Linked DNA regions of Mus musculus: region 1 is linked to region 2. Evidence: chromatin contacts called from public ChIA-PET data. All regions are on one chromosome and are shown on one strand. The core of a region is the stretch at or near the end of the contact, and the rest is flanking DNA. Distances in the headings are between cores, read along the strand shown. Region 1 holds the start of Iqcn (IQ motif containing N). Region 2 holds the start of Use1 (unconventional SNARE in the ER 1 homolog (S. cerevisiae)).

Evidence for each region. ChIA-PET counts read pairs in DNA pulled down with a chosen protein or histone mark.
Region 1: a contact with region 2 is called in an RNA polymerase II ChIA-PET map of memory CD8 T cells, with 76 read pairs. The contact joins the promoter of Iqcn here to the promoter of Use1 in region 2. A contact is called at or near these places in 4 of 39 promoter capture datasets (cranial neural crest, embryonic stem cells, hippocampal neurons and 1 more), 3 of 484 Hi-C or Micro-C datasets (embryonic stem cells and stem cell-derived neural progenitor cells), 10 of 115 datasets of contacts at active chromatin or transcription factors (VIP interneurons, embryonic limb bud, embryonic midbrain and 2 more) and 3 of 9 other capture datasets (adipose tissue, embryonic stem cells and liver).

The regions. Positions count from the first base shown.
Region 1 is chr8:70,700,738-70,704,974 of GRCm38.p6, forward strand. Iqcn (IQ motif containing N) reads left to right here and starts at 1,288. Exons shown (of 4, transcript NM_001370847.1): 1 at 1,288-2,834.
Region 2 is chr8:71,364,882-71,368,923 of GRCm38.p6, forward strand. It overlaps Use1 (unconventional SNARE in the ER 1 homolog (S. cerevisiae)), which reads left to right and starts at 2,336. Exons shown (of 8, transcript NM_025917.4): 1 at 2,336-2,488; 2 at 2,763-2,812; 3 at 2,889-2,967; 4 at 3,078-3,230; 5 at 3,669-3,681; 6 at 3,969-3,996. The coding sequence starts at 2,354.

The sequences.
Region 1 (4,237 bases), core at 38-2,537, 670 kb before region 2:
GGGGGGAACGCGGCGTGGGCGCGGGCCGTGCCTGCACATCTGCTGCGCAGCGAGCGCCACCTAGGTGCACGCTGTCGGCCCAGGTCCAGGTGGCACCAGGACGCAATCCTGGACTAGCCTATCAATTTAGCTGGTATATCCTTTAGGAAGAAGAGTGACTACATGGGAAGGGGCAGAAGGAAGTGCTTACAAGCTTGGGGCCTCCGGGATTCATCCATACAGAAAAGAGCTGGGCTTGCAGCCTGTGCTCACTAGATTTTATTCGCCTTTGTTGGTTTCAAAGGGTACCTCAGACCCAGAGCCTTCTCTGCAAGTCTATGTGGGAGCCTAGAATCATGTAGGTGCATTTAAATATCTCCCTGACACGCCCCCTTCTCGCAGCACCTGCTCTATTTTGAGGAAACAATATTCAGCGAAGTAAAGCAATTGTCTTGAGTCACATAGCATCTTTATTTTTGAGACAAGGATACTTCATGTAGTCTTGACTGTTCTGGAACTTTCTATGCAGACCAGCCAGAGCTCCCCCTGCCTCTGCTTCCTGAGTGCTGGGGTTAAAGGTATGTGCCATCACACCTGCCTGTTTCATCTCCGTTTTCAGTGCCCTGGGCTTAGAGCAGATTAATCAAGGTCGTCCAGCTCAGCCCAGTGGGAACATCTGACCCTAGGTCTCGTCTCCCCTCCCCTCCCCCATGTTATATATACAGTTTCCTGTCAGCCCTGGCCACTGCTGTTGAGACCCTGGGTCTTGAGGCTCTCAGGGTGTCACTGTGGGTGATAGGTCACATGGTAAGTCCCAGTGGGTGGCAGGTGTCCCTAGACAGCTGCTGAGTGCCTGCCTGCCCGCCCTGAATGGAACTCTTGTGGGTCCAGCTTGGTTCTGGCATCATCCTAACATTTGGGAGGCCGAGGCGGGAGACTCCTCAATCCTAGACCAGCCCAGGCTACACACCCTGTCTAGTAAGACTAAAGCTAGTAATGAAAAGGCTTGAACATAGGTTCCCTGGATGCTGGGATGACAATCTAGTTCATACAGTGTGAGGATGGAGCCCAGGGCTGAGTTTCCTGGGCAGGCACTCTCCTGAGCTTCGGGCACATAAGAGTTCCAGCTTGGGTACCATGGTGGAGTTTTGCAGCAGCTATGAAAGCTATACTCTTCCTTTGTGGGCCTCTATCTTATGTGCTCTGAAAAGGGGGTGTCCTGATCTTGGTTCCCCTCTTCCCTGTCCCTCTCAGGGCCAAGATGATTATTATTATTGTTGTTTTGTGGGTTTTTTTTTTTTTTTGAGACAGGGTTTTTCTCCTGTAGCCTTGGCTATCCTGGAACTCACTTTATAGACCAAGCTGACCTCAAACTCAGAAATCCTCCTGCCTCTGCCTCCCAAGTGCTGGGATCAAAGGTGTGTGCCACCACTGCCCAGCTGGGCCAAGATTATTGTACCCCTATTACACAGCAGTGGCCCAGAAACCTGTTCTACAGGCTGTGAACAGCATAGTAGAAATTTGAACTCTGACCTCTCCTTTGGCCCTTGAAATGTTGGGATACCATGTACACCAGTGTCTGCAGTGTTCTGCTTTTGTAGTGTTAGATGGAATCTGGATCTTTATAAAGATTTGTGTTGTTTGAGATGATGTCTTACTGTATAGCCCAGACTGGCCTCGAACTCAGTTTTTCCCACCTCTGGGACTAAAGGCATGTGCCACCACAGCGGCCCAATGAGGTTTTGTTGATGTTGGGAGTGTTTCCAGTCAGCTGATCAGAGCCAGGCTGGGCCCTGCAAGCCTGTGACTTAAGCACTTGCAATGTAGAGGCAGAAGGGCCATGAGTTTCAGTCCAGCCTGGGGTATATAAGGAGCCTATCTCAAAACACCAAGGACTCTTGACAGAGCACATCATGTGCCCAGGGGGCCTGGGCTCAGAGTTCTGTTCCCCAGCATTGAAAGGCTGGCTCTGCAATTCAAGTACATTTCTTTCCCTGAGTCTCATCTAGCACATGGGCTAAGACCACCATATCTAGGTGCCCAAAGAAACAAAAGGCTCACTAGAAGTGCTCACAACAGCTAAAGGACAGAGGAGAGAGGCAGGGAAAAGCCACAGGGTTGTATGTCTGCTCTTTGCATAGAGGCCTTGTTCTAGTAGCCCCTTGGCCAGGCGAAGTGGTTCTGGCTTGAGCCTGCTGTGCATAGGCCAAGGTGTGTGTCAGCCTTGGCTGGAGCATCTATGACTCACACTGGGTATGAGCCCAGCCTGGGGAGGTGGCCCAGAACATTGGCTTCACTCCATCTGCCCCCTCCTAGGGCTGTGGCTCACACTGCATGACCTTTTATTTTTTTCTACACAGGGTCTCCATATGCAGCCCAGGCTGGCCTGGAACTCACCAAAATCCATAAACTCTCGGTGCTTGACTGTTGCAGGCCATATGAAGCTTTGCACGTGTCTTTTCATGCCCTCCAGGAGATGTCTCCAGGACATCTTGGAGGCTCAGCAGCTATGTCAGGTGGTGACAGAACTCCCTCCAAACACAAGGCAAGAGGGGGGAAGGCTAGCTCTATGCTCAGAGCCCTAATTTTCCTTCCCTGTTGGACCATCAGGACAGCTCAGATCCTCTTGTCCTGTCAGGGGCCCCAGTTCCAAGCTCTAGAACCCTTTCCCCTAAATGCTGCTGGGGATTGGTCGGAACTCACCTGGAGTCATAAAGACATTTGGGTGCCCCGGTTCCCAAGGCTGGCTGTCAGGGCTGGTGGCTTCAGCTCTGGGGATAGGTGAGTGGGCTGGTGGGGGTACCACACTCTGTCACCCAGCTCTTGCCAAGAATGTCTGCATTCTCTGGACTGCGGTAGGTAGCTAGGCCCTTAGAGATTGTATTTGGGTCCCTCAAGCCATGATGGTACTGTCCCTTGGGCACCAACCCTGTGAGCCTGTTTTCCTTCTCCAGCACCAAGGTAGGGTGGGCTTGCTCTGTGTGACTAAGATGGAGCAGAGGGGTCTCAGAGATGTGCTCACAGGCATCCCTAGACCACTGCCCTGGTGCCCCTCCATTTCCTCTCCGATCCCCACACCATAACCCTGTTTCTCCCCCTCTGAACTCTTATCAGGCCCTGTATCACCTGGTGGCTTTCCTTTTCTTTTTTAAATAGGGCCTTATGTAGCCCAGGGAAGCCTTGAACTTACTGTGTAGGTGGGGTTACCATGAATTGTGCTCCCCATGGTCCAAGCCCCACTTTCCCTGTGACATGGGCATCATGGTCTGATGACAATCGCTGATTGTGAGCCTGCTGACAGCTCCTCCTAGCATGCTGGGGTTTTGTCTCACAGGTGTCTCTGTACACATGAGTGTTCTGGGATTTGGATGAAAATTTGGGTTGCAGAGGTCACAGAATGGGGGCTCAGTTGCTGACCTCATGCTGGCTCATTGTTGAAGCCAGGGGTGTCTTGAGGGCCTGGGGGACACGGTGACCGCTCCAGGACCGAGGACATCCCTGGGACCTGTCCTGAAGGAGAGGGCTGTGGTCACCCTTGTTGACTGGAGTCAGCGAGCCAGGTTCTGCTGTGGACCCTGTAGTGACCGTGGACAGGTAACCGCACTTCTGGAACTCGGTTTTTCTTTCATTTTTATTAGACAGGGTGCTACTATGTAGACCAGGTTAGCCTGGAATTCACAGAACTCCATCTGCCTCTGCCTCCTCACCACATGCCTGGCACCATATTGTTTTTTGAGATAGGTTCTCACTGGCCAGTGGCCAGTTCGTCAAGACAGAGTGAGTAGCCAGTCCCAGGGACCTTGCCTTTACCTCCACAGCTCTGGCTTATAAACATGAGGTTTTTCATTGTTGTTGTTGTTGTTGCATAAGACAGGGTCTCAATGTATATCCCTGGCTGTCTTGGAAGTTGCTATGTAGCCTCAGACTCACAGAGACCTGCCTACCTCCACACAGCTTTTCTGTGTTCTCAGGCTAGTCTGGCCAACATGGTACTGTAGTTCTGAGCTGTTCTAACCTCTGCCTGTTCCTGTGTGGTGCACACGGGGCTTGAGAGGGGCTCAGGGCTATTCTTATGGAGGACCTGAATGGTTTCCAGAGCCCAGAGGCTCACAACATTCTGTAATCACAGTTCCAGGAGCCATCCTCAGACCTCTGGGGACACCTGCATGCACACAGCAGTGTCCTCATCAGTCTCTGTGTTGTGATGAATTTCATGCCCGAAAGCAATTAGGAAGGGGAGGGTCTGTCAGGCTTACAC
Region 2 (4,042 bases), core at 1,086-3,585:
TGCTTAAGCTCTGCCACACAGTTACCTGCCTGACTCGCCATAAAAGGGGCTGCTTTCCCCCCTTCACTTCTCTTGTTCTTGCCTTCTTGCTCCTTCACTGTACTCTTCCCCCTCCCCTCTCTCTACATGTTCATGGCCAGCCTCTATTTCTCTTCTCTCTTCCCCCCTCCCTCCTTCCCTCTTTCTCTTTCTCTCTCTGCCTTTCTCTGCCTCAACTACCCTCCCCATGCATTGAATAAACTATTCTATACCATCGTGTGGATGGTCCCTCAGGGGGAAGGGATGCCTCAGCATGGGCCCATGGAGGTACCCCCTTCCTCCATACCTAACTACACATCCACCAAAACATATCTCCTCTCTTTATCTTTTTATAAACACATCAGTCACTCCACAGAAGTGCTCCTTTGTGGACCCTGAACTCAGTATTCCATAGCACATTTTCTGAAGTGAATGGGACCCCAGGAAACCTGCTATGCTCTGGTCCTTATGAAGGCCAGTCACAAGCAGTGGCAGATAGGCTCAACCACTCAATAGGAGAGAACCCATTCCACAAGTTGTCCTCTAATCCCCAGGTGTGCACTGTGATGTATGACACAAGAGCACATGCACACACAAATAATCAAATTTAAAATGTAAGACATCCCACCCAATGCCAGGTCTTAGGTATGTGTGACTGTTGTTTCTTTATTCCATGTCACTCCATTTCGGTCAATCCCAAAGTAATGCAGGTTGTAGCAGCAGGTGAGCAGAAGAGCAAAAAAATGGTACATACATACAACACAGCATCTTTCCTCTTTAGAAAGGAGACACATTCTGTGGGTGTGGTAGTCAGGATGGCGTGCAGGTACTAGTGTGGCACAGGCCTTTAATCTCAAAAGAGGCCAGTCAGGGCTGTATAGTGAGAGCTAGCTCCGAACAGTGCTTACTGTTCTTTCAGAGGACATAGGGCTTCTATTGCTGGGAAGAGACACCATGACCATGGCAACTTTTATAAAGGAAAAATTGGGGGGCGGGGGGGGCTGGTTCACAGGAGTTTAGTCCATCATTGTCATGTCAGGAAGTATGGTGACACTCAGACAGAGGTAGCTGAGGAGTCCATATCTGAATCAGCAGGCAGCAGGAAAAGGACTGTATTCCAGTAGGCCTAGTTTTTGAGACCTCAAAGCACACCCCACCCCATGGTGTACTTCCTCCAATATGGCCACTGCCTGTGGTTTACTATGGGCTCATTTTGATTCAAACCACAAGCAACAAGGCTCAGTATTCAATTACCAGCATCACATGGCCCTCACAGTCACCATAACTCCAGTGCTCGGGGATCCAGTATCATTTTTGTTTTTTAAGGTTTAAATAGTTTTTTAGAGACAGGGTTTCTCTGTGTAGCCCTGGCTGTCTTGGAACTCTCTCTGTAGACCAAGCTGGCCTCAAACTCAAAGATCCACCTGCCTCTTTCTCCTGAGTGCTAGGATTAAAACCCTACCACCACCCTGCCCAGGTTAAAATGTTATGTTTAATTGTGTGTTGGTGTGTGCATATGAAACGTGAAGAAATCAGAGGTGTCAGATCCCCGGAGTCACAGGCATCTTTTCTAAAAACGTGGACTGAGACGGCTTGTCTAGCATTTCTAATGCTCATAAGTTACATGCGAGTGAAAGAGGTAAACCTAATATTGGTTCACAACCACGGTAAATCCAGCTCCAGGGCATCCTGGCTTGTTTTATAATCCTCATGGCATTCATTCCCTGATCCCTGAATTTCTCATTGGCTAAGTTCTTCGGGAGGTACAATATTCTCCATCCTTCGGGGCCTCGATCATGTAGCCGACTACATGTAACCTAAAATGAAAGAGAGTTGCTGGTAGCTAGGGAAGGGGGGGCCATGGACCATGATTTATTAAAGCTCAGGATGCTGGCAGCCAGGACTGGAAACTAGCAGGTCCGGCCAGATGGAAACGCCCAACTGACACGTCATCAAGCAGGGTCGGGGGAGACCCCAGGTCAAGGTTCCCGCTACAGAGGTAGAAAACACGTGCACTGCGCGCGCAGAGGCGAGGTGAACAAGCGGAATGCAATGACCGGCGAGGGAAGATGAGGAATGGCTTTTCCAGTCCTTTCAACGAATTCTCGCCGGACATAATCGGCTGTTCAGGGCCTACATGGACTACAGAGACTCTGCTTCAAAAAACGAAAAAGGCCAGGTATCAAGACCATCATTTTAAAAAGAGACAGGGACGAAAACGATTTATCTTTGAATAAACTGCGGCTTGAAATAAAACTCTACTTCCGTCCCAAGCGTAGCAGGGCGGACCTCGGAGGGGAAGGACCTCACTCAGGCACTTCCGCCCTTTTCTAAGATGGCGCAGGCGGAAGGAGCCTATCATCGCCCGCTGGCGACGTCGCGGTTGGAGTTGAACCTGGTACGGCTGCTTTGTCGCTGTGAGTCGATGGCGGCAGAAAAACGAGAACCGGACGAGTGGCGACTGGAGAAGGTGAGGGATTCCCACGCCGCCGCAAAGGCCTGCGAACCAACTCCACAGGCCACTGTCTCCGCTCCTTCTGGTCCGCGGCGACACGCCCCTCGTGCGTAACCCCTGACGTCCTAGTTTTCTCCCTACAGCTTCACGCACAGGCCACGCCCTCTCAATTCTAGGTCTTCGCTTATGTCCCCTCCCCTCTCTGACTCCTCTCCGGGTCCCACCCCTCTCCCTGGTTTGCTCCTGCCTTGGGCCACTGGCTTGGCTGACACCATACCTTCCCTCCCAGTATGTGGGTGCCCTGGAAGACATGCTGCAGGCCCTGAAAGTTCAAGCAAGGTGAGTGTGGGGGCACCGAGTCACCACCTCCTACGACGGCACAGCAGCAGACTAACTTTTTCCTGCTGCCTTTCAGTAAACCGGCCTCAGAAGTGATCAGCGAGTACTCCCGCAAAGTGGACTTTCTGAAGGGCATGCTGCAGGCCGAGAAGTTGGTGAGCCTGCCCTCCCATCCCTCAGGCGGGCCTCACTCAGTTCCCCACAGCCCCTAGGACCAGGGCACAGCCCCCCAGTAACTCGTCTTCCCCTTCCTATGTCTCCTCAGACCTCCTCCTCTGAAAAAGCTCTAGCTAACCAGTTCCTGGCTCCTGGCCGCGTGCCCACCACAGCCAAGGAGCGGGTGCCTGCCACCAAGACTGTACATTTGCAGTCTAGGGCACGTTACACCAGTGAGATGCGGAGTGAGCTGTTGGGCATGGTACGATTCCCTCCCTTGTACTTGGGACCAACCTCTGGATAGCAAAAAGAGTAGTCTTCAGAGGGGAAAGACTGGAATAATACCACAAACTCTAGTGGGCCTTAGGCAAGGCTTCCCCAGGAAGGCACTGTGCTCAAGAAGAGGAATTTGGCTGGGTGGTGGTAGTACACGTCTTTAAACCTCAGCACTGAGGAGGCAGAGGCAGGCAGATCTTTGTGAGTTCAAAGCCAGCCTGCTTGCTCTACAGAATAAGTCCAGTAATCAGGGCTACACAGAGAAACTCTGTCTTAAAAAAAATTAGCAAAACAAAGAAGAATGGACCACATCTGGTTAAACCCCAGAGTTGGCCCCACAGCTTTACATGAGTCAGCCCAAAGCAGAGAGAGATTTAGGGAAGATATCAAAGAGCATGGCCTCATTCCTCTCTCCTCCCCACAGGAACCATCTGGAGGTGAGACATGCTGAGCATGACTGTTCCTGCCACCCCACAGCCCTCATGCCTGCCCATCCCCCTTGATTTTTCCCAGCCCAGGAAGAGGTCCCAGGGTCATCTTTGCCTGAGGGGAGGCTGAGAAAGAGGATGGTTCCCAGCACAGTGCTAGGCCATTGAGAGGGATCTGGGACCAGGGAGAGTGGGCAAAAAGCAGTTCACAGGCAGAACAGCATTTTGCTGATCAAGGTCAGAAGTTTGGAAACAAGAAAGCTATCTTCTTTGTTCTTGGCCTCTTTTGCTTCCAGAATGTGAGGTGGACATGAGGAAACGAGCGTGAGTATTTCAGCCACAGCGTGACAGGGAAGGGAAATGAGCGGCT